Regions from separate parts of the Mus musculus genome. Here regions 1, 2, 3, 4, 6 and 7 are each linked to region 5. Evidence: chromatin contacts called from public Hi-C and promoter capture Hi-C data. All regions are on one chromosome and are shown on one strand. The core of a region is the stretch at or near the end of the contact, and the rest is flanking DNA. Distances in the headings are between cores, read along the strand shown. Region 1 holds the start of Ahdc1 (AT hook, DNA binding motif, containing 1). Region 2 holds the start of Ppp1r8 (protein phosphatase 1, regulatory subunit 8). Region 3 holds the start of Rpl11 (ribosomal protein L11). Region 4 holds the start of E2f2 (E2F transcription factor 2). Region 5 holds the start of Ldlrap1 (low density lipoprotein receptor adaptor protein 1). Region 6 holds the start of Id3 (inhibitor of DNA binding 3). Region 7 holds the start of Wdtc1 (WD and tetratricopeptide repeats 1).

What was found. Promoter capture Hi-C pulls out the DNA fragments that hold promoters and counts their contacts. Hi-C and Micro-C count contacts between places; a contact is called where the count stands out from the background.
Region 1: a promoter capture Hi-C map of pre-B cells shows a contact between it and region 5, with 2.4 times the contacts expected there. The contact joins the promoter of Ahdc1 here to the promoter of Ldlrap1 in region 5. A contact is called at or near these places in 2 of 39 promoter capture datasets (liver and pre-B cells).
Region 2: a contact with region 5 is called in a promoter capture Hi-C map of pre-B cells, with 2.4 times the contacts expected there. The contact joins the promoter of Ppp1r8 here to the promoter of Ldlrap1 in region 5. A contact is called at or near these places in 1 of 39 promoter capture datasets (pre-B cells) and 1 of 115 datasets of contacts at active chromatin or transcription factors (acute myeloid leukemia).
Region 3: a promoter capture Hi-C map of liver shows a contact between it and region 5, with 2.3 times the contacts expected there. The contact joins the promoter of Rpl11 here to the promoter of Ldlrap1 in region 5. A contact is called at or near these places in 1 of 39 promoter capture datasets (liver) and 1 of 9 other capture datasets (liver).
Region 4: a Hi-C map of B cells shows a contact between it and region 5, with 5 read pairs. The contact joins the promoter of E2f2 here to the promoter of Ldlrap1 in region 5. A contact is called at or near these places in 1 of 39 promoter capture datasets (pre-B cells), 1 of 484 Hi-C or Micro-C datasets (B cells) and 1 of 9 other capture datasets (pancreatic islet).
Region 6: a promoter capture Hi-C map of liver shows a contact between it and region 5, with 3 times the contacts expected there. The contact joins the promoter of Id3 here to the promoter of Ldlrap1 in region 5. A contact is called at or near these places in 2 of 39 promoter capture datasets (liver and pre-B cells).
Region 7: a contact with region 5 is called in a promoter capture Hi-C map of pre-B cells, with 3 times the contacts expected there. The contact joins the promoter of Wdtc1 here to the promoter of Ldlrap1 in region 5.

What each region holds. Positions count from the first base shown.
Region 1 is chr4:133,009,872-133,012,975 of GRCm38.p6, forward strand. It overlaps Ahdc1 (AT hook, DNA binding motif, containing 1), which reads left to right and starts at 1,635. Exons shown (of 7, transcript NM_146155.3): 1 at 1,635-1,652; 2 at 2,319-2,416.
Region 2 is chr4:132,841,392-132,844,839 of GRCm38.p6, forward strand. It overlaps Ppp1r8 (protein phosphatase 1, regulatory subunit 8), which reads right to left and starts at 1,778. Exons shown (of 7, transcript NM_146154.3): 1 at 1,666-1,778. The coding sequence starts at 1,721.
Region 3 is chr4:136,051,607-136,055,070 of GRCm38.p6, forward strand. Rpl11 (ribosomal protein L11) reads right to left here and starts at 1,787. Exons shown (of 6, transcript NM_025919.3): 1 at 1,742-1,787; 2 at 961-1,111; 3 at 8-114. The coding sequence starts at 1,747.
Region 4 is chr4:136,170,788-136,174,201 of GRCm38.p6, forward strand. E2f2 (E2F transcription factor 2) reads left to right here and starts at 1,487. Exons shown (of 7, transcript NM_177733.7): 1 at 1,487-2,251. The coding sequence starts at 1,994.
Region 5 is chr4:134,766,601-134,769,707 of GRCm38.p6, forward strand. It overlaps Ldlrap1 (low density lipoprotein receptor adaptor protein 1), which reads right to left and starts at 1,404. Exons shown (of 9, transcript NM_145554.2): 1 at 1,216-1,404. The coding sequence starts at 1,300.
Region 6 is chr4:136,142,126-136,145,407 of GRCm38.p6, forward strand. It overlaps Id3 (inhibitor of DNA binding 3), which reads left to right and starts at 1,697. Exons shown (of 3, transcript NM_008321.2): 1 at 1,697-2,053; 2 at 2,169-2,251; 3 at 2,755-3,267. The coding sequence starts at 1,754. The coding sequence ends at 2,228. Gm42329 (predicted gene, 42329) reads right to left here and starts at 93. Exons shown (of 2, transcript NR_168524.1): 1 at 7-93.
Region 7 is chr4:133,337,649-133,341,171 of GRCm38.p6, forward strand. It overlaps Wdtc1 (WD and tetratricopeptide repeats 1), which reads right to left and starts at 1,667. Exons shown (of 16, transcript NM_199306.4): 1 at 1,348-1,667.

The sequences.
Region 1 (3,104 bases), core at 385-2,884, 1.8 Mb before region 5:
AGGATCGCTAAAGCACCTCCTGCTTTTATTAATGCCCGTTCTTATCATAATCAGTTCTTGGGGTTACTTTGTCTGCAAGCGAAGTGGCCCCTAGACAGAGGCCTCTCCAGCTGGCCACATGTGCCACGATGCCACATCAGTGGGTGTGCTTTTTAGAGCCTCCCCTGTTACTTGCTTTCTGGAAAAGTTTCAATTGCTCTATAGGTAGGGACTGGGAGAGATGGAGGGATGGTGAAGGTGGTGTGGATGTGTTGTTAGCATAATGTCACCATCTAAACATGTGTTGACTAGCAATTACCCTGCAAGAGCAAAGAAGGCATCAGAAGCAGGTGGATCAGGGAGTAAAGGCATTGCTAGAGAAGCTTAGGACATGGGGCAAGATGGACTAAGTTGGCAGACATTGGCCAAAGGAATGTCAGACACAGTCATGAGTTGGGATCAGCTCAGAAGCAGTCAATAGACAAGTAGCAGGGCAGTGATCACTGCATCACTCATCTGTTTCTTCTGCAAACCTTATCTACCTTAGTGCCAAGGGAGGACACATAGACACAGGGAAGAAAGATCAACAGTAAAGGATGGCGGGGACGCGGGGGGGGGGGGGTGGAGTAGAGGGAATCACCACTCTGTTACCGCCCAAGGGTTAAGGAAGGAAGGAAGCTTTGAAATTATCCAGATGCTGAATCTACCACTTTCTAATCGGGACACCTGGGCTCCGGAACTCTTATATCTAAAATAGAAATAAGGTCTCGTAGGGTTTTTTCTGCAAGGCTCCAAGGACCCCGTGCTGCCCGGGTGCTCAGTAAATGGCAGCCGCGGCAATTCTCCTTTCAGAGCTGTCCAGCCACCTCCCTGGGGGTAACAAAGCCTTCCTCAGAGGCGCACATTCCCATCTGTGGGATAGGCAAGGCAGGGGGCCCAGAGCCAGGGGCTGGAGAACAGATGTGACCTGAAGAGGAGGTAGGTGAAAGTGCTGCGCCCAACCCCCACGCCGCAGCAGGCGCTGGAGAACTGTTGAATTCCGCTCACAAACAATTGTTCAAATTCAGAAGGCATGGTATCTACACTTTGTCCAGAATTTTTTGCGCCCTCGCCGCCCGTGGACGACAATAAAAAGTAGGCGCTGGAAGAACTAAATCCAGGGCTGAGTTTGAGGCGAAGGGCCACGAAATGCGGAGGAGACTGTAGCGTTTCCAGAGCGGCTTTCTTGCCAAACGCCTCTTCTGATAGGAAAAACGTCCCCAAATTGAAAGTGTAGGTCCTCTCGTCTCTCCATGGGCCCTCTCAACGTGTTTGGGACACCCCAGAAAGTCGCAGCCCTTTTGGCTCATCCTCTGATGCCCGATTCCACTCATTTTATTCTCAGACCCCGCCCCTGCGCTACCACCCGCAACCTTGGCGCAGCCAGAGCCCCGAGTAGGGGCCTCGGAACGCCCGGAATGTTCCTAACCCTTGAGGAGGATCAGCAGTCCTAGATAAAACGGGATTCATCCGGGCCAGGGATACTCCGGCATAGGGTCCGCTCCGGGCCGCGCCGTCGGAGCAGCCGGAGTGGCCCCGCCCGCACAGCGCGCGGAGCGGCCGAACAGGGACTACAAGTCCCGGCGTGCTCTGCGCGCGCTCCCCCCTGGGGTTCCGGATGGTGAGCAGCGAAGGTAAGGCGAGCTCGCAGAGGCAACGGCGGCGGCGGCGGAGACGGAGAGAGGCAGGCAGGCAGGCAGGGCGAGGGCGAGAGACGGAGGGAGGGAGCGAGCGAGGCAGACCAGACAGACAGACAGGCGGGCGGGCGGGCCGAGCGAGCCACCCGCCAGGCTGCGCTCAGCCCCGCTCGCAGCGGAGAGAGCAGAAGGCAGGAGGAGGGAGGGGAGGAGGGAGGAGGGAGGGAGAGAGGGAATCCAGCTACCACCACCCAAAGCCAGCGTCTGCTTTCTGTCCTCATTTCCTTTTCCCACCCAGCTCGGAGAGCAGAGAAAGGCAGAGAGAGAGAGAGAAATAGAGACAGGCAGACAAACAGACAGACAGACAGAGCGGGAGGGAGGAGGGCGGCGGAGGAGGAGCAGGAGGACTACGCGGGGCGTCTTCCCTCCCAGGTTTGCAATTGGGGGGTTGGGGCGGGGGTGTCCAGGGCTGTGAGAGTGTGTGAGCGGCTGGGGAAGCGAGTGGGGCGCAGATAGCGAAGGAGTAATCGTGGTGGGGGGGACGCCGCGGGAGCGGGGGGCCGTGTCCAGCGGAGTTAGCGGCGGAGAATGTGAGCCGAGGCGCGAGCCATGCTGTCAGCGACGGCAGGCGGCTCAGGGCTCCTCTACGACTCCTCTTCCCAGCAGCCGGGCGCCCGTGTCGCTGCCGCCGGCGGAAGATAGACGCCCCCCGAAACCCCTCGCCTGGCTCGGACCCACGGAGCCGGCAGCCCAGCACTCCGGTAAGTAGCGCCTCCTGCCCAGCAATAGACGCGGTTGGGGACCGGCCGGCCAGGCTCTTTTGTGCAGCGCACTGTGGGGGGGCCCAGCGCCCCCAGTCCGGTCCGCCGGACCCCGTGGCTGCGGTGCCCGCGGTGCGATCGGTCTTTGTTTCCACCGGGGCCCGCGGCTCGGCTGGGCTCGGCTCGAAGCCTGGCAGGCAGCGCCGGGAAGGGGGAGGGGGAGGTGGACGGGGAGGGGGGGCGGGGAGGGGGGGTTCTCGGGTTTCCTGGCCGCCCCGCGGCTCCCCCGGCTCGGGGGCGAGGTGCGCGCCCAGAGCTGCCGCGCACCCCCTCCTCCTCCCCCTCCCTCCGCCTTTGGATTTAAAACTGCAATTTGCTCTCCAGCTTGCTGAGAATGTGGGGGGGGGGATGTAGGGGGACCGTGGGAGCGGAGAACAAGGCTGGATTTTAGGATAGGCGCTGGGAAAAGGGGAGACTGCGGAGGGAGGAGCCCCTCCCCTCCAGCCCCCAAATCCCAAGGTTCCGTTGGCGCTCTGGGAGTTGAGGGGCGGGGACCTAATGACCCGGAGGGGGTGTGGGGCGGAGGAGGGATTTGGGGGCGGCCTGGCCAGAGGGGTTGGGCCGCGTGCCCGGTTACCTGGCGAACAAAGTCGGCTCACTTTTGCATAAATAAATAAATAATCGTGTA
Region 2 (3,448 bases), core at 528-3,027, 1.9 Mb before region 5:
TTTGCTGGGTACAGAAATACACATGTGAATTCCCACCAGAGGGACCATTGCAACTTCAAGGCCATCCTAGTTTGTATAACAGGTGAGTTCTAGATCATCTAGAATCACATATAGAGATCTTGCCTTAAAACAAATATATGTTAAAATAACCAAATAACAAAAATTGTTTGTTTGGGGGCTGATCAATATCATTCTCATCACAAAATAAACAAAAAAACATTACCCAGATGAACTCTTGGTACCAAATCAGAGATCTGTAATTAGGGAACTAGAGCAAATCAAAACCACGCCCACGAAACCAAGCTCCAAAGGGAGGGAGGTGTGGGGGCACCCTGAACAGGTGTTTGTGAAAAAAAATCTAAGTCATCAGACTGTTTTCTATACCTCGCTTCATCATTCAAGGGGATGGATGCTCAAATGTCAAATCACCTGACACAGTTCCTGGTATACACCAGACCCTGAGGTAATGACAGGTGATCTCAAAGAAAGAGTCTCTTTATATTTGGCTGGCCCAAATTTGAAATAAGTGCAGCCAGGGACCAGTGTGGATAAAGAATTTGTAGGCTGAAGCACATGGATATGTTAAAAGAATAAAGAAATCCAGGAAACAGCCAAGCATTCATTCGCTTCCTGGGCTTGTTCTTTTGAACCTTCCAGGGCCCTTACATTTGCACAGAAGAAACGATATCGAGTCTATCTCATTGAAGATTCAACACAGACATCTCACAGCTCCGCTCCAATCTCTCATGGCAGTGGCTAAAAGGACAGTGCATCGAACAAAAGCCCATTTGCTTCGAGATACAGATTAAAATGAACATTAAAGCCAAAATATTTTGTCTGAATATCCTACCATGTGATTGACTCAGGCCTAGGAGCTGAGCATGATGCAAGGGTTTTTGCCCTTGAAGATCTCAATGTAACAGAAGCCCGAGAGGTAACACGTTAATAACCAGGAAGAGCCGCAACAGCAGAAAGGGCTCTAACCCCGATGCATCCTCGTGCAAAGCAGTTCCTATTCATTCATCTTGCACCCCACTCAACGCGGAAACCATCCTACTACTTCTCTGAACTTCCCAGGGGATGAAAATGCTGTATGCTAACAACTTCTGCTGTCTTTTGTACCGGGTTTCGTGCTGGTCTGGTCAGAGAACAAGGGGGAACAGTCCCGCGCCATCCCTGCCCGCAAGGAGCACCTAGTCCGCTTGGAGGGTGCAGCAGCCACGGAGGGATGCAGCATCAGGTTGGACTGAGGTAGGGAAGCCAGCTCGTGCGCGCTCCAGACCTTCAGCACCCGGGGAAGGTTTGATGCTCCCCGAGAGCATCGGGCACTCAGTGATGAGTTAGGGCAAGTTAGGGGCCAAGGCCTGAAGCACCCCGGTGAGCGGCTGACCTCCCAAGCGCTGTATAAACTGAATACCTTCGAGCCCCCAAAACTCGGGTTTCCGCAGAGCCTGGGCCCCAGCTCCAGGATCCTCCACACGTCGCCCGGCCCCTCACAGCGGACAGTTTTCCCTCAATCATTCCAGGATCTTTCTGAGACGTTCGTTTCATCGCAAAAAAAAAAAAAAAAAAAAAAAGGAAGAGGAAAAAAAAATACAACCTTCTCCTTTCTGTCCGGGTTAACTCACGCCAAGCCGCTCCAGTCCCAGAAACCTCATTACTCACCAAGTCGGGCAGTCGAACAGCGGGAGGCTGGAGCCGGAGTTCACGGCTGCCGCCATCTTGCGTCTCCCCCTCCCATTTGGCGGGTCTGAAGCACGCCGGGAAACTAAGAGCTCGGGAGGGAAGAGGCGGCATCCCAGCAGCCTGTGCGCAGCGCGTGCGTGCGCACGCGCAACGCAAGGACGCTCTCCTGGGAGCGCCTCTGGCGGAGGGCATCAGGGGCTGGGTTTGAAGTCTGCAGTGTTTGCTGGAGAGGCTGGGGGCGGGTGTCTCCTTGGTCACGGGGTCAGGAGTGGTTTGTACCTTGATGCGGCTTTCGCGCTGCGTTTTCCGCCAGAAACCCTAGAGCTCTGCAATCTGCATTAACTCCCAGCTACCCACCCCCTCGGGCTTCATCTAGCGATAAGCAGGTGATGGCTAGAGATAAGAAGTGATGGCTTTTTTTTTCCCCCTTTTTCCAGCCTTCCTTCGAAACACTGCATCTGAAAACAGAATCCTTACTCATTTGTCCTTTCTGATCCCAAGTCTGATGTGTACGGCTCAGTGGTAGTGTGTTCAGCAGGCGCGAATGAGGCCACTGATTCAATTCCCCAAAACCAGTAATTTTCTTAGATCTGGGAGAATCTATAGATTAGGCGACTGTGTCAGAAATCATGTAGTCTGTTTTTGAAAACTTTGGACAAACTGCTGCAAGGCACAGACTCAAAAGGAAAAAAAGCCTCCAATTTTTAGTAACTTAACCAATTCTCAAAAATGTTTAATTCATGGCCCCTTAGGATTTTTCTCTGTGGGTCATAGTGACATAGGAAGCATTAGGGTTACCATCTTCCTCTAAGCCATTAGCTTGCTGGTTGTAATGGTTTTGTCTATTGAGTGCTTATGGGGAAGTATGTATTTCATATGGATCAGTTCACTTGGTATTCCCAAAACTCAAGACAGATTGATTCCAGAAGAGAGGCTCTAGCCTCACCTTACAAGGAGTGGTATTCGAACCTGAGTCTATGTAAAGCCAAAAGCCAGGCTCTACTAGTCCCATATGTTTCTGACAACATACCATTCCTTCGTATGCAGTGGATGGTCCTTTTTTCACTTTTGCAGAAAGATGGGATGATGACTTCACAGTTTTTAAAAGAAACAAATGGTTGGAGGGTGTGGCAGCACATATCTGAAATTCCATCTGCCTTTGCTTCCTGAGATACAGGGTTAAAGGTAGTCAACACTATGCCCTGCTAGACAGTAAAATTAATAATAATAATAATAATAAATTCTCCAGGTTTCAGTAAGCAACAGCAATAGAACATGTCATGGTTTGAATATGCTTGGTCCAGGGAGTGGCACTATTTGGAGGTTTGGACTTGTTGAAATAAGTGTATCATTGTAGGCTTGGGCTTTAAGTCCTGTATCCTGGCTACCTGGAAGTCAGTCTTCCACTAACAGCCTTCAGGTGAAAATGTAGAACTCTCAGCTCCTCCTGCACGATGCCTGCCTGGATGCTGCCATGCTCCAGCCTTGATGATAATGGACTGAACCTATGAACCTATAAACCAGCTCCAATTAAATGTTTTCAGCATAAGAGTTGCCTTTGTCGGGCTGGCGAGATGGCTCAGCAGTTAAGAGCACCGACTGCTCTTCCGAAGGTCCTGAGTTCAAATCCCAGCAACCACATGGTGGCTCACAACCATCCGTAATGAGATCTGATGCCCTCTTCTGGTGTGTATGAAGACAGCTACAGTTTACTTACATATAACAATAAATAAATCTTAAAAAAAAAAAAAAAAAAGAGTTG
Region 3 (3,464 bases), core at 537-3,036, 1.3 Mb after region 5:
GCCTCACCTTCAGGCCTTTCTCCAGAATTTCCTCTGCCTTGGCTCCGCGGACTGTGCAGTGAACAGCAATCTTCTCATTTCTCCGGATGCCAAAGGACCTGACAGTGTATCTAGCTGCAGGACGGGGACACAAGAGGCAGGTAATGTCTTATTTCCATTGCACGGCATCTAGCGTGTCAGTCAACATCGTCCACAACACAGAAAACAGAGCTTTCCATCTCTAATTTACCCAGCCATACTAAGAACCTCAAACAGCATGGCCATAGTAACAGACACAGGTTAGCAAGACTGTTACATTCCTTGAGAGAGAAAAATCTCAAATGTAGCCCAGGCTGGCCTTGAACTGGCAGCAATCCTCCTGCTTCAGCCTGGGTAATGGGGTTACAGTTGTGGGCTATCAGGCCCAACCAATGATTATGCTCTAATTGGGAGACTAAAACTGACAAAAGCCAGTGTTTTCAAAATGCTGACTGTGGTCCTAAGAAACAGTATCCAAACCCAATCACAGACCACCCACAACCACACTAGCAACAGACTCCATGTTTCTAGCAAGGTAACTCCTGTCATGTGGCCAAACAAGGGAATCACAATTCATTTTAAGTGAGTTGAGGCAGAGCCAGAAGTTAAGAAGCACTGGTGGGGGGGTGTTGGAAAGATGGCTCAGAGGTTTAACAGGTTCTGAGGACCTACACGGTTGTTCACAACCAACAGAAACGGGATCTGATTCCCTCTTCTGTCATGTGGGCATGCATGCAAACAGAGTACCCATGCACACACACACAAATACAAATAAAAGCATGGATAGGACCTCATGCCAACAGTGTACGGTATTAACCCTGTTCTTAGCTGTCAACCAGGCCCACGACAGCTCACGTTATAAGTCCATTTGCACCCGTGCTCCGGTCAGATGAAGCAAGCTTTCCAGATCCACTCCTCTCTGGTCAGCCCACCGCCACTCACCTTTGGAGAACACCGGGGTCTGGCCTGTGAGCTGCTCCAACACCTTGGCTGCCCGGGTCAGTCTGTCTCCGCTCTCCCCGACGCAGATATTGAGGCAGAGCTTGCGGATGCGCAGTTCCCGCATGGGGTTCTCCTTTTCCCCTTGATCTTGCTGCGAAGAGGGACACAGCCATCAACACCCTCCCGCCCCGTCAGAGACGAGAAACAGCCAAGGTCTTCTCCGCTCTGACTTCTATCGTCCCGGATCCCGCCTAAGCCCTCGGGACCACCAAGGTCTCCGCGTTTGGAAGAGAACGAACACAGAGAGAGAGCCTGAATCCCAAGCGGATCCACGAGTAGGGAACAGACACTAGAGATCGTAGAAAGTATACAATGTAACCCTAATCAAAACTACAGGAAGTACCGGCCTCTGCGCCATGCCGTCCCCCTTCCCAAGCTAGCACGGGTCCTGCGAGTAGGACTCGCAGAAACTCCCCAGCACCACACAAGCTGCAAGTGTCCCCTTGGCCCCGCCGTGGACCTCCGCACGTCGCGCTCGCACTTCCGGCAGCCCCCAGACACTGCGTCTGGGCCCTCGGGGCTGCAGACCTGAGCCCCATTCTTAGGATGGGCGGCGATGCGGCGGGGGTGCCCCACGGCCGCCCAGTCCCGCCGGGCTTAATGCCAACAGCCTCGCGGGCTCCGTCCTCCTCCGGCCACCCGCGAGACAGCCGCCCTGGGCTCCGCCGACTGCGGATGGAGACGGATGAAAGCGAGGCAAAGCCAACTCTCGCCTACTCACCGCCATGGTGGAGAACAGGAAGAGAGAGGGAGACTTCCGGCCCCGTGGCCTTATGGGTCAGGAGGCGGGCTTTTCTTCTAGGCAGACAAACGAGGGGAGAGGGGGAAAGAGAGGCATAGCTGTCGTGGCGCTGCCACCTCTAGTGGACTGTCCTCGAAACTGCAGTCATCTTGGGCAAAAGACTAGGTCGTGGGTTGTCCGATGCTGGTATGTTCTTGAGTCCATGACTCCAAGAACAGTCTCAGAACCTGGTGGTTCTTGAGTGATGTCACTGCCCAAAGTCCATTAAATCAGTTGAGCAAAGGGCTAGAGAGAAGGCTTTACAGTTAAGAACAAAATTCCCGGCATGAACACGGTATTTCAAAACTGGTTGTGCCTCCAGTTCCAGGGAGACAGATCCCTCTTCTGGCATCTACAGGCATCAGGCCATGTGTGCATACAGGCAAAACACCCATATAAATAAAATAATTTTTATAAATAAATAAGCTGAGACGCCAGGCAGTGGTGGCGCACGCCTTCAATCCCAGCACTTGGGAGGCAGAGGCAGGTGGATTTCTGAATTCTGGTCTACAGAGTGAGTTCCAGGACAGCCAAGGTTAGACTGAGAAACCCTGTCTCGAAAAACAAAAACAAAAACAAAAACAAAAAAATCAGCTGAGGCTGGAGAGACAGCGCAGTAGTTAAGAGCACTTGACAGCTCTTCCCAAGGTCCTGAGTTCAATTATCAACAACCACATGGTAGCTCACAGACATCTGTAATGGGATCTGATGCCCTCTTCTGGTATGCAGGTGTACATGCAGATAGAGTACTCATACATAAAATAAGTGCGAAGATAAAAAGAAACCATACAGATTCTAGACCCTTTACTTTGTAACTATGTTAACAAGTATACAAATCAGAGTAGTGGCTTAAATCAGCTGTTCCAGTCTGATGCCCTTGTCTTCCTTCTGAGGACCCCAGGCACACACTTACAAGGACATATGTGCAGGAAAAACTTAAATACAGATAAACTAATAAATAAAAAGTAAATTTTGAAAATAAGAGTCCTGAGCTGTGAATACAGGCAGGTGTGGGTTTGATCCAACTAGCTAGTTACTAATTAAAATTACTTCTGTCTGTTTTCCCCTTGTGTAAAACAGCTACTTCTGTGTCATGGGTTACTGTGTAATTCAGTGAAGTATGTAAGTTGTTACTTTTATAATTAAGTCAAGCCTACAACATCCAAGCAACACCCACCTTCCAAAAGAAGTATTAGACATGGTAGCTAAAAAGAAAAAGGACATCAGAGGTGAGAGAGAGAGAGAGAGAGAGAGAGAGAGAGAGAGAGAGATCTGACAATGGCTTACAGATGCTTCTGAGAAGAGATCATCAGTTACAGACTATAGGACACGCCCCCTTCCAGGGTTACATTGAATCCTCAGAAGCTGAACTCAAGGATGAGGACCACCAAGATCCACATCCCAGGCAGATGCTGGCCTTCCTTGAGTCAGTCAGTTTCTCTAACATGAATGCATGGGCAAAGAAGAACACAGACGCCTTCGGTAGAAAAAGGGCCTGCCCTCTCCTTCCTGCTGCCCCCAGTACCCTTCTCTAACCCACACAGGGAGGCCAGAAGCCCCCCAGCATTTCCAACCTTTCAAACCTACACATAATGAGAATTTCAGTTTGTTTGTTTGTTTGTTTTGTTTTTGGTATTTTTCAAGACAGGGTTTCTCTGTGTAG
Region 4 (3,414 bases), core at 237-2,736, 1.4 Mb after region 5:
CCAGGCTGTCTTTGAACTCAGAAATCTACCTGCCTCTGCCTCTCACATGCTGGCATTAAAGTCATGTGTCACCACCTCTTGGTGGTCTACTGTAGACTAAAGAGGCCTGTGTATTCCAGATCAAGTCTGATATAGCAACAGCTGTCGATTCTCATGGACCAAGCTCTGTGCCGAAGGCTTTGCATATACTGTGCCATGAGATTTCTCTGTGACTCCGACATAAGGAATGAGAGAGAGAGAGAAAAAAAAAAAAGACCCAGAGAATGGAGAAGAAATCTTGTCAAACAGCTTTCACAAAAGGGTTAGGGGACTGGATGTGAATTAAGAATGTCGAAGAGAAAGCCTGGGCTACCTGGTTTGTGATGATCTGATCAGGTCTTAACACGGGGACTCAGCCCACCCCCCCTCCTGTTGTGGTAAAATAATTGTTTAGGCCGGTCAATGGTGGCGCACGCCTTTAACCCCAGTGCTTGGAAGGCAGAGGCAGGTGGATTTCTGAGTTTGAGGCCAGCCTGGTCTACAAAGTGAGTTCCAGGACAGCCAGGGCTACACCGAGAAACCCTGTCTCACAAAAACAAAAACAAAAACAAAAACAAACAAACAAAAATTTGTGTAGAAGAAACCTGGAGGTGTTTGATTCAGGAAGGAAGAGTGCTGGGTCCTGTTGGGGAAAATGACCTGACAAACTCTGGACCCTCACCCACGCTGTGCCTGTCAAGGGCGGGGCAGAGTTTGGGAGAGTGGAAAGGAGCTCTTTACTAGAACAAAGACTCCCGACCTGGACTGTCCTACATTTGACTGCCAATTCTCAGATCAGCGAATCTGTGAATGACCCGAGGCACAATATCCCGCCCCTCCGACTCCCTGGTCTTACCCATCCCACTTCTCCGGATTGATGGGATAAATTAAACAACATAACATATATAATGGTCTAATCTTAGTGTACTGTACGGGCGTACAGTAGGCGCTCAATAGAGGTTAGTTTTTTTCCTGAAGAAAAACATAAAAGGGAGGCGCCACCCTTCCCTGCCCCTCTGCCAATTAAAGCCTGGAGGAACAGGTTCCTGGGTTTCATTTGAAGAGAAAGAGGACATATTGGTTATATTAATTAATATATTAATAAATGATTTAACCTAACTAAGCAACAAAGCGAAAACAAAAGGTTTTGTGGCCAGGGAAATGCACTTGAGGGTCAAGACTCAGGTCCCGACTCTGACTCTCTTTCAATGTTTGGCCCCACCCCCAAGGAAAAGAGGTCCGCTCCTCAGCGCTCTTCGCTGTACTGTTGGTCCTTATGCTGGGTGTTCCAGATGCACCTCCTGCCTCAGTTTCGCCTACTGTTACAAGAGGACGCTGAAGTCAGCAGATGTCGCGGCCCCTTTAAGCCACTAAGCTCCTGTCGTAATCGCTGTTTCTTAGACTAAGCCTTTCCGGGGGTGGGTGGGTGGGAGGAGCCTATATATATTGTAGCAGCCAATCGAGGCGCGGCATTTTCCGCGGGAGATCCGAATTTGGCGGCATATAGTTTGGCGCTAAAAAAAAAAAAAAAGAAAAAAAAAAGAAAAAGAAAGAAAAAAGAAGAAAGAAAAGAAAAAGGAGTCCAAGCAAGGGACGGGAACTAGAGGGGTGAACGCAGAGCTCAGCAGGGCGCACAGGACACCCTTCGCGGGTCAGAGCACACGAGTGTCCGCGGGGTCCGTGGGCATTCCGGGACGCTTTCACGCACGGGCGCGACTCCGGACGCCCAGATATTCGGGGCACGAGCCGGACCGGGCCAACTCCTGGCAGTGCCACCTGTGCCACGCGATCTCCGAGTGGCGATCTCCGAGCTCGGCAGCGCTGGGCGGCGGGCCAGGAGGGGAGGGTCCGGCCTTGCCCGGCGGGCGTCCATTGGCGGCTGCTCCCGGCGTCCGCGGTGCAGCCGGCTGCAAAGCCCGCAGGTGCCCCGCGCGCGCGCGCCAGACCCGAGTGGGTAGGGGGCGCCGCACTCGCCATGCTGCGCGCGCCGCGGACCCTGGCTCCGGCCACGGCGCAACCTACAAAGAGCTTGCCGGCGCTGAACCCCACCGAGCTGTGGCCTTCGGGTCTGAGCAGCCCCCAGCTCTGCCCGGCCACCACCGCCACCACCTACTACACTTCGCTTTACACGCAGACGGTGCCTTCCTCTGTGGCGCTGGGCACCTGCCTCGACGCCACTCCCCACGGACCCGAGGGCCAAATTGTGCGATGTGCACCCGCAGGCCGGCTGCCGGTAATGCTGGGGGACCCCCTGTACTTCCCGTATACGTGTCTGGGTGGGGAAAAAGGAGAGAGGGTGCTTGGGACGCCCTACGGCTTGATTACAGCTGGTTGAGGTGGGGAAGCGGGACTGGCAGTAGAGAGAACCCTTTCATTTTCCGACTCCGTGAAGTAATCTCGCCTGCTGTCGCGGACTGCAATGAGCACTGGTCAGGGGAGCCTGGAGACCTAGCCCAGTGCCCCTAGCGCCTGCGTGACCTTGAGGAAGCTTCCAAGGCATCGACGATGCTTAAGTTCATTCATTCTTTCATTGTTTACGCCAGAACCAACACCTGCTTTTTCAGGCCAGGGGCTTGGCCTGTGGGATTTCCTGGTGACTTTAAATCCGCATAGGTCTCCCAGGTCTCTGGTCCAGCCTGGTATCTGGACCAGAGTTGTCTAGCCAGCTCCTTCTCAAGTGTTGTCCTCAGGTCCTCCCCACAGCCTGCTCATCGTCCGAAATAGCCAGTAGCAATGCAAATGTAGTCCGTCTCTTGGGTTTCCTGTTCAGATGGACTGTGACCTCGCGAGTGAGAGATGTGTTGTCAGGGAAGGCCTGGTGTGGTGGCGTTTGGGCTGTAGTACAGGGTTTGTGGGAATGGATGAGAAAGGGCCTGAGGGAGTTAGAGGGAGGGTTGGGGTGGCTGGTTTCAGCTCTGGTCTTCACTGTGTATATTTGGATGTCAGGGCCTCTGTTTCCTCTTCTTAAAAAAAAAAAGTTTTAAAATTACATTTATGTGGGGGATGGGACCGTTTGTGCCACACTGTGTTTGGAGGTCAGAGCACAACTTTTCAGAGTTGGTTTTCTTTTTCAGAGTGGGTCCTGGGGATCAAACTCAAGCTGTTCAGCTTGGTGGCAAACTCCTCTACCCACTGAGCCATCTCGCCAGCCCCACCTTTCCTCTTCTAGAAAATATATCTTCCTTGGCTTGTCTCCTCTGTTAGTTCCAGGTTTGGAAGCAGGTGTCAAGGAGGGGAGATGGTATTTGTAGGGTATGGTAAGTCTAGGGACAGGGATAAGACCACCCTGTGTCCCCAGGGTATTTTGTCCGACCTGTGGCTCTGTCTTTTCTTTCTCCACCCCTGGGGCAGGCTCAGAGCTCAGTGGTCACCTCTCTGGCTCTAGGCAGAGCCAGC
Region 5 (3,107 bases), core at 154-2,653:
TATCCCTATTTTCCAGGATAGGAAACAGAATCACTAAGAACAAGTGATCGGCCTTAAGGCTGGAGCTGGAAGGGAAACTTCTCACCATCCAAAATGTACCCTGATGCCCTAGATTCATCCCCTGCTTCCTGGCTCCCTCCCCTTCAGACCTCTTCCCCACCCACCCTTCTCTCTCTTGTCCCAGTAGAAAAACCACAGGGTTCGTCCACTGGAAGAGAAGGTCACACTCAGAAGCCCTGGTCACATCCCACGAATTTTTGAAGGGCTATTTTGGTAGTTAAGTGTGGAAGTCAGTACATGCCCTGCCCAAGGGGCCTCTGACCCCACCCCCGCCAGTAGGCACCAGCACGCGTTCCCGATGCCAGTCAGGGCTAGGAGGAGCCCACAACTGGAACACCACAGTGGGAATGAGGAGGGGCAGGGCGGGCTCCCGAGGCCCAGACACGCTGGCGCTCCAGGGACTAGGAAACTCGGGCTCCCCTGGTGGAGCCCGGCAAGGGAAGGTGCTGACGAGAAGCTGGGGGCGGGGAGGGGGTACTGTTAGTGGGAGAGGTGGGGGGCCCCAGGTAGGTGGCAGGTGAGGGTGTGCCGCGAGCCCGGGTACTTTGGCTTCACATCAGAAAGGGAAGGCCTGGGTGATCATCCCACGCGAATGAAAAGGGAGGAGGGACCTAAGCTAGGTTTCTCAGGCCTCGGGGGAGGGTGCCAGGTGACGGCTCTCCGAAAGTAACCCGAGAGGTGGCTGGGGGAGGCTCCTCTCCACCCTTCCAGACTCCCGGGAGAAATGGCAGCGAGTCTGAGTCTGCCTTTTGCCTAGGTGCCCAGGGACTCGGACCAGCCCCCAAGGAAAAGTACGGAGGAAAACAGGGTTTGTAAATAGCCTGGGCTCCAGCCTCGCCACCTGGACGCGTCCAGAGGGGAGGAAGCGGGACCCTGAATGGCACCCGGGCTGGGATCGCCCCTCGAGGCAGGGACCTGCGAAACTCCAGCGTCCAGAGGGGACCCTGTAGGTTGTGCTGGAGTGGGTAGAGAGGCTCTAGACGTCCCCTTCGCGCCACACCTGGGGACCCCGAGTTAAGCCTGATCCCTGTCGACCTGCCCCAGACGTGCAGCCGGACATGACCCCCGGCCCCGCCGCGCGGGGCGGGACGAAGCCACCCAGTCCACCTTGGCCCGGAGCTCGGCGGAGGCCCGACCCGGGGCGCATACACTCACTGCGGTGCCGGCCGCCCGCCCAGCTCTGCTTGGCCAGACTGGGGCTCCGGATTAGCGCGCGCCCCGCCGACTTGAGCGCGTCCATGGCCCGCTCCGGTTGTCGCCGCCGCCACTGACGCCGCTACCGCCGCCAAAACTCCTCCAGGAAAACTTTCCGCCGGGCCAGGCGGCGCGCGCCCGCTGCGCTCCTCCCCCGCCCTCCCCGCGACGTCTAGGGGCGGGGCCGGAGGGGCTACGCCCACCGCCACGCCCCTAGAGCGCAACCCCGCCCTTCCCGGACCTGGACCGGCTCCGAGGCTGCACGCGCGGTGTTCCTAAACTCAGAACCCACCAAGGCTCCCAGCCCAGCGCCTTTCCCCGTTCTCTAGCTACGGGATCCCATGGCCTTCTAGATAGCTCAGCTAAAAGGCACCTGGATACCGTTTCACCGATGGGAAGAGTGAAAGGTAGAACGATAAGGGTCTTGTTCAAAAATAAGAGAAAGAAAAAAACGATAGATGGGAAGGAGAGGGTCGAGTGGATAAAGGCACTTGCCGCCAAGCTTGACAATGATCCCGGAGACAACACGGTAGAAGAAGAGAATCAACTCCTGCAAATTGTCCTCTGACCTCCTGGCGCTAACAGTGGCACCTCCCCCATTGCTTACATACACAAAATAAATGTAAATAATTAAATAAATATGAGTGAGGGGCGCACCAAAGCAATGGGAGTCTTTGAACGAGGGAATGAAGGCCGCGAATTTTGCTGGGAAGGATCGGGAGTGTATTGGTAGATGCCCTTAGCAGCTTTCTTAGCTGTCCTCTGCCCCCACAGTCTCAGGGACATTGCAACCTTAGACGCAGACTCAGGCATGCTGTGTGACCCAGGCTGTCCTTCCCTGCTCTGAGTCATGATATCTGTCAAATGAAGCGTGATCCTATCTGTAGTGCACCCACCGGCCTGTCTGGGCAGGCCCTCGGTGTGTAGCCTTGCTCTAGCCTGTTTCCAAGGCAGCACCTGCTCCAGCCCCAGGAAGCTGGTAATTTAACTCTAGAGCCAGGAGCGATGGCTCAGACCGGTAATCATAGCGCTCATGGAGCTGAAGCAGGAGGATTCCTGCAAGTTCCAAGGCATCCTGGGGTATAGAGTGAAACTTTGTCTCAGAAAACCCAAATAACAAAGAATTCTAACTATTAAAAAAAAACCAAGAAAACAAAACAAAAAACCAAAAAACCCGCTAACCCTTGGTTCAGACTGTGCCCAAAGGAGTCTGGCGTTCACTACCTGGCTTCCAGAAGCTGGGCTTCAGCAGCGCAGCTGTGACCTCTGGCTAGTTTCAGAAGCCAGCAGATCTCTTCTGGCTGGGAGACACACATGCTGTGTGCTCTAGCTGCCCAAGGAGGCCTGGCTCACATTCCACTCTTTCTAAACCTCCTGTCTGTTCCAAGTGCTCCGCCTGAGTGGACAGTACAGCCAGCCATAGCCTCCTTTACAGCAGGAGACACGACATACCTGTGGTTCCCCAAGAGTCAGAGAGTGATGCCTCAGTGGGAATCCTAGTGGGGGGCATGGTCTGGCCATTATAAGTTTCAGCTGTAAAGGAGGCAAGAAGACCTTTCCCATGGAGCTGTCCTGTGTGACTGGAGTTAGAGGCGATAACTCCTGCCCCTGCCCTCAAAAATCCACCCACCTTCTCCAGGAAGCTCTCCTGGACCACTGTCTCTGGGTTAGATTTCTCCCCATGGGCTCCCATTGCTTTAAACTTGGAACATTATAATGCTGTCCCCCGTGATTCCCCCATGCATCAGAGACCATGACCTCAAGGACACAACGGTATGAGGGGAGTTGGAGGGCTGTCAGCAGGCAGGGAGGGCTGCTCTTTCCTTCTCCTGACCTCTCCAGGTTTCTACCAT
Region 6 (3,282 bases), core at 447-2,946, 1.4 Mb after region 5:
GCTTACCTGTGATGTGATACAGGACTCGTTTTATATGCCCTGTCCCCGGCCCTGTGCTGGTCCACACTCCTTGTCCAACTGTCACACAAGCATCTGGTGTTCTGAGTCAGAAAGTATTTATAACAATCCCTCAGTGCCCTTTCTCTCTGTCTGTCTCCTCATACAGCTGATCAAAGCCGTGGTATCTGGGTTTGCTCAAGATTATGTGTCGATAACCAGTAAATAGCAGAGCTGTCCGGATTGAACCCAGGGCTTTGGCTCCCTAGACCGATGTCCTTCCAATTATTGGAACTGTCCCAGCTCAGAGGTCCCATTGTCCTGTTGATCAGTGCCACACACTACTGAACACTTAATTGTTTCCTGTGTTAATCTTGTCCCCAGACATTGTGAGATTCTTGAGAGCAGGAGCCTCTGTTTCATGTGAAGCAACTCCATAAATATTTACCAGGCTGATTGATTAAGAAAGCAATCTCGTGGCTGCAAAACCCCACCTGTTCTCTCCCAAGATGGAAACCAGAATTTTGGAACTGCTGAGGCTTCGGGGTCTGGGAAGCAGAGCCAGGCAAAGAATAGAGTGCACTGTCCTTTTGCAATATGGGATTGCCTGCCTGCTGGCTGCTCTCCTGCTCTCTCAGATGGGTGGCTGGGGCTACTTCAGCAGGACGAGGAATAATCATGTCCAGGTGGCTGCCCTTCCACAACAGAAAGGGACAGACAACGCGGCGATGAAATTGTTATTGTTTTCTACAGAGTGTGCAAAGTGTGCAAAGGGAGGGAGGCTGTGCAGAACGAGGAAGCAAACGCTAGACAGCTGACCCATTTGGTTCTATGTATGCCCGTGGAGGGGACCTTCTAAAAGGGTTTATGCAGCAAGCACCCCCATATTTGAAACCTTGTCCAAAATCCTAATCAAATTCACTTCCAAAGCACAACCGGGCATACATTTAGTTCCTAAAGGAGTTCTCGGTGGAAACGGTCCATGCTTTTTCTTTCTCCGTGGAAAAGGACTGGGTCCAGACTGCTCTTATCCTCTTTCCCCTGGTGCTCAAATAAATAGTGTTCTCTGCTTAGACCTCCCTTTCCCTCCTTCTTCTGCAATCTCAGCGCCTAGCCCAAATCTGTTTTCTTCATTGTAACCTCAGCTTCACCGCAATTAATTTTTTCCCCCTCTGGTCACAAGATAATTCCTGACGCCAGTGAGTCTGGAGGTCAGACGAGCAGCAAATTGGGGAACAAGGCGGCACTAATTCCTTACAAGTTTCCCTTGAAAATTCTTGAGAGAGAGAGGAGAGAGAGATCTTTAGTTGTTCAAGGGATTTATGACCTCAGAGCTGTGGGTTCGAACCAGTATTGGGGGGAGGGGACCTCAGAGAACTTGGGCGCCTCCAGAAAAGGCATATTCTTAAAAGTTAATGGTTTTAAGTGATTTTTTTTTTTTTTTCAAATCTGTGCTGGCTCAAGAGCCCCGCCTCTCCTCGGTATCAGCGCTTCCTCATTCCTCGCATCCGAGGCTCCGCTGTCCTCGGCGTCAGACCAGCCTAAGGAAGCCTGTTAGCAATTTAAACCCACTGTGAACGCCCAGGACCGGGGAGGCGGTGCCCAGGGCGGGCGGGGGTGGACCCTTGGCGGTCTGTTTTGAATAAGGGGGTGTGTCCTAGAGAGGACTCTATAAGAGTCGGCCGCTGCAGGCGTGCGCGCACTGTTTGCTGCTTTAGGTGTCTCTTTTCCTCCCTCTCTATCTCTACTCTCCAACATGAAGGCGCTGAGCCCGGTGCGCGGCTGCTACGAGGCGGTGTGCTGCCTGTCGGAACGTAGCCTGGCCATTGCGCGAGGCCGCGGTAAGAGCCCGTCGACCGAGGAGCCTCTTAGCCTCTTGGACGACATGAACCACTGCTACTCGCGCCTGCGGGAACTGGTGCCGGGAGTCCCGCGAGGCACTCAGCTTAGCCAGGTGGAAATCCTGCAGCGTGTCATAGACTACATCCTCGACCTTCAGGTGGTCCTGGCAGAGCCGGCGCCTGGACCCCCGGACGGTCCGCATCTCCCGATCCAGGTGCGAGAGGGAGCCAGACCAGGCTGCTCTGAGCGTGCGGGCAGGGATGCTGCGGGTCTTCCCTATCGCGTCCCCGAGTCCCTTGGCTAACTCGTCTCCTAACCTTCTTTCACAGACAGCTGAGCTCACTCCGGAACTTGTGATCTCCAAGGACAAGAGGAGCTTTTGCCACTGACCCGGTCGTCCTGGCACCTCCCGGTAAGCTTTCTCCTGGCGCGGGCGAGGAGGGAGGCTTGCATGGGAAATCCTGCCTTTGACAGAACATTGTAAGGCTTAGGGTTCAGTCGGTTTAGGGAAAAAGCCAAGCCACTGAAAGGCAAAAGCCTTATCTATAATCAGTTAGAATAAACGACAGAACCTATGTCAATATCACGTGCATTCCTTAGACACGCTGTCCCTTCTCATCCCGGGTGGCCAGAGCCCAGGGCAAGTGGGCGCGCGGGTCGCACCAAATGAGCCTTGGAGTAAAGGAAGCCCTCCCCCCTTTCCACTAGTGTTATTTCTAAGCGGGAGGGGGAGTGGTGACTCCGCCTGTGGTCCTTTGGCGCCAACTGGGTGGAGGCAGTGTGGGGAGCGGAGTTATCAGCTGGAGGTAGAGACCGAGTTTCCTCCCTGGCGCCGGCCAGTCTGCGGCATCCTCCGCCTGGGCGCGCTCGGCGGAAACTGACGGCTCCCTCGCTCTTCTCTCCTCCCCCGCCCAGAACGCAGGTGCTGGCGCCCGTTCCGCTTGGGACCCTGGGACTCTGGGACCCTCTCTCCAGCCGGAAGCCTGAGGGCATGGATGAGCTTCGATCTTAACCCAGCCCTCTTCACTTACCCTGAACTCAACGCCTCGAGGCTGGACCTGGAGCCCGAGAGAAGGACTGAACTTGGGTGGCCTGAAGAGCTAGCACACGCTGGTCAGCAGCTGGGCAACGTCACTCTGTCCCCACCCTGACTCAAGTCTAAAAGACTGGCTTTTCCGAGAATGGGGTGTCGAGAGGGTGTGGGGGGATGCGAGTGGCTGCCCTGCGCACTCTGCCAAGGCAGCATAAGAGCTGTTCTTCTGGTTTCCTTGGAGAAAAGCTCTGCTGCCCTGATTATGAACTCTATAATAGAGTATATAGCTTTTGTACCTTTTTTACAGGAAGGTGACTTTCTGTAATCATGTGATGTATATTAAACTTTTTATAAAAGTTAACATTTTGCATAATAAACCATTTTTGAACACTTTGTGTATGACATCTTGC
Region 7 (3,523 bases), core at 417-2,916, 1.4 Mb before region 5:
ACAAAACAAAACAAAACAACTTTAGGGCCAAGGGAAATAGCATTATACCACTTAATCCCTGTACTTGGGACTTGGAGGCAGGAAAATAGTTTATAGCCAGCATGAATTACAAGATGATTTCAAGGCCTGCCTGAGCTACATGAAACTTTGTTTTAAAACCCACACATGAAAAAAAAAATGCTTATCTGACACTTTATCCCGATCATCCACCCCATCCTTGGAAGGAATGGAAAAGCTACAGTCACAGTACTCAGCTTCTAAACTCAAACTTGAGAAAACTTTCAAGTTGCTCCACCAACACATTTACCTCAAGAGATTTAAGAACACCAGAGACATTCACAAGAAATTAGTCACACTCAGCTGCTAAGATAAATCGTCTGTACTGCTCAGATAAATCGCATGTAAACCCTCATACTTTTTTTTTTTTAATTCTTATTAGTCCTGGTAATGCACCTGCAGCGGAGAGCAAACCATAAGTCGCCAAGAAACTCCAATCACCGGGCTTGGGATGGGGGGTGGGGGGTGGGGCGTGGGACGGGACGCTCCACTAAAGCTTTTCAGAAAGAGATCCTGCGGGTTTGCAGTTTATCTCTACCGATTCTTATTTACCCTTTGAAGTGGGTACTAATAGCCCACTCCCAAGCAGAGACCCTTTGTACTTAGCGCTACAGTCGATGATGCAAACACCTTGGCAAAGTTCAGTTTGGTGCCAGGATGAGCCACTGAAGGCATCTGCGACTGCCAGAAGCCTGAAAACTCACTCTCTTTCTCTCTCTCTCTCTCTCTCTCTCTCTCTCTCTCTCTCTCTCTCTATAGAGAGAGAGAGAGAGAGAGAGAGAGAGAGGAAGGAGAAGGAGAGAAAGAAAGAAAAGGAGTATGGGGTGACAGAAACAGAGAGCAAGAGAGGGAAAGAGAGGCAGAGAGACACGGAAAGAGCAGACCAGGTCATTGACCTCTTGAAACTTCCACCTGCCCCTTTCTTCCTGAGTGCGATCGGCGCCAGATCAGATGTCAAAAACTCCGCAAAAAATAAATAAATAAAAGTCCCGTGATAGGACGACTTCTACCTCTGCCCCGGTGGAGCCTGCGGGACTCCTACAGCCTTCCCCCACCCCCTCCCCCGACCTCCCAGCCAGTCCTCTTCTAGCCTCCCTTCCCCGGCCCTTTCTGCCCTTCCTCGCCGCCGAGGCCTGACCCCTTCCCGGGACACCCCGGAGTCCCGAGGCGATCGGGCTCAGGCCCCCAAGCAGGGAGCCGGCCCAGAGCGGACGGCCCCGGAGCCGGGGCTCTGGGAGCCGGTCCCCGACTCGACATCTGCGGCGGGGATGGGGCGGCGGCGACCCGTACCTGTCAGGTCTCTTCCCAGGACCAGCAGCGGAGCAACTTCAGGAGCCCATGTCGGTCCGGGGGGGCCCGGCCCCTCTCCCGGGAGCAGGGGTGCGGATCCCGGGAAGGGGGCTGGGGACCCGGGCAGCTCTAGCCTCTTCCCATGCTCCCCGCCCGGCGCCTGGCCGGGGCCGGACAGCGCCTCCGCCCGCCCCTGCGCACCGCCTCACACCCGCGCTCACACACACTCACACTCCCTCGCGCGCTCTCACACACGCACTCCCCTCCCTCCTCCTCTGTTTATCTCCTCCAGCTGTCTGGGGACCCAGGAGAAGTCCCGCACTGCGCCTGCGCCACGCAGTCTCCGCGCCGGCCCCGCGTCTCACGGTCCGCGGCTACGCTACGGCGATGGCGCTCGGCAGTTTCCTGAATAGTGAGCGCGGGCCCTAGTCCTCTCTGCCACCCTCACCCCCCCTCCATCGCGCGCCCGGTCAACGTCTGCTGCCGGTGGCGCCCACTAACCTGCTAGCGGGGGAGCCCCCCACTTCGCCGGGGCCAATCGGCTTCACCGCTCGCGGGAACGGCAGCCAGTGGGCGGGCGGAAAAGCGGGGCTCAGCTCTGGAGTATCATGGGAGTCGTAGTTTTTCGCCATCGCAGAGGTCCTGCGGCGTGGACTTGCCCCGCCCGGTTACCATTAGTTACCTGGACGCACCTCCCATCCCACTACACCTTTTCTGAGTCCCAATTCCACATGTTCTCCCAGGTCCAGTACAGACCCTCCAAGGGCTAAGAGCTCATCAAAATTGCTTTTGATGCTGTAAATTAGGGGACACCTAAGGCTAAGACCCTGAGTCCTCCCAGAGCAAAGCCTCAGCCTGCTCCTTGCTCTAGGGGGCTGCTGAAGTTACAGGTTCCATGCTCGAATCTTCAGGTGCTGGAAGGAAAAGGTCCTATGTTGAGTGACCTGGGAGCTCTAGGAACCCAGATCGATGGCAGACAAGGTCTATCTAATACTAGCCAAGTAATTGCTCTTCTGACTTTCAAGCTCCAAGTCAGAACGGAGACACCCTCCTCTCTAAGGGAGTTCCAAGGTGACAAAGGTGGCAGTAAAGATAACTTAAGGGAGAGAGACCAGGAGCTTCAACTCAAAAGCAATCACCTTACATTTCTCTTCTCTTAGAGTGGCAGATACACAGTATGCCAACGTCTAAGTAATAACACTTTTATTTTCACTGTATTGGGCATGCTCTCTTTGATAGATACAATTGTTCCTATGTTTTTAAAAAGAAGAAACAAGCATAAAGTAGTTAAAAAGATGCTAGCCCAGGGTCACACAACTGGTTAGAAAACAAGGAATGAAACCAGGCAGTGCTGGAGACTAAGTACAAACATTTAGCACTTAAGAGTGCTGGTCCAGGGTTGGAGAGATGGCTCAGCGGTTAAGAGCACTGACTGCTCTTCCGAAGGTCCTCAGTTCAAATCCCAGCAACCACTTGGTGGCTCATAACCATCCATAATGAGATATGATGCCCTCTTCTGGTGCCTCTAAGACAGTTACATTGTACTTATTTATAATAAATGAATCTTTGGGCTGGAGCTAGCAGGGCTGACTGGAGTGAGCTAAGGTCCTAAATTCAATTCCCAGCAACTACATGAGGGTTCATAACCATCTGTACAGCTACAGTGTACTCATATACATAAAAATAAACAAATCTTTAAAAGAGTGCTGGTCCTAAGTTTCTCTTCCCATAAGTGTCTGGTCTTTGCTCATTTCTGTTCGGACCACTTGTGATTTCTTTCTCTTGTGAATTCAGGTCAGTCTTCATCTTCTAGAAAGGTTGTGGGGCATGCCTCCTGACCTTTCCTGCTTAGCTGTATGGAGAGACAGAGACAGAGACAGAGACACGGAGAGACAGAATACTCAGCTGGGCACATACCTCCAGTATGTGGGGGTAGATGTGAGTGGTCCTGTATTAACTGAGGCTAGTAGCGAGTTCCAGCCTAGCTGGAGCTACACGGTGAAACTCTGTCTCAAAAAAACAAAAACTCCACAGATATTAAGACTTGAAGGTCTTGACATCATGTATCCACAGGTCCTAGCTTTAGGCCTACAGTCTTTGTTAGGGTGACTGGGTCAATAAAGCTACAAGGTAGCTAATATTTATCCTGCATCTTTCTCAAGACAAGTGTTTCCAG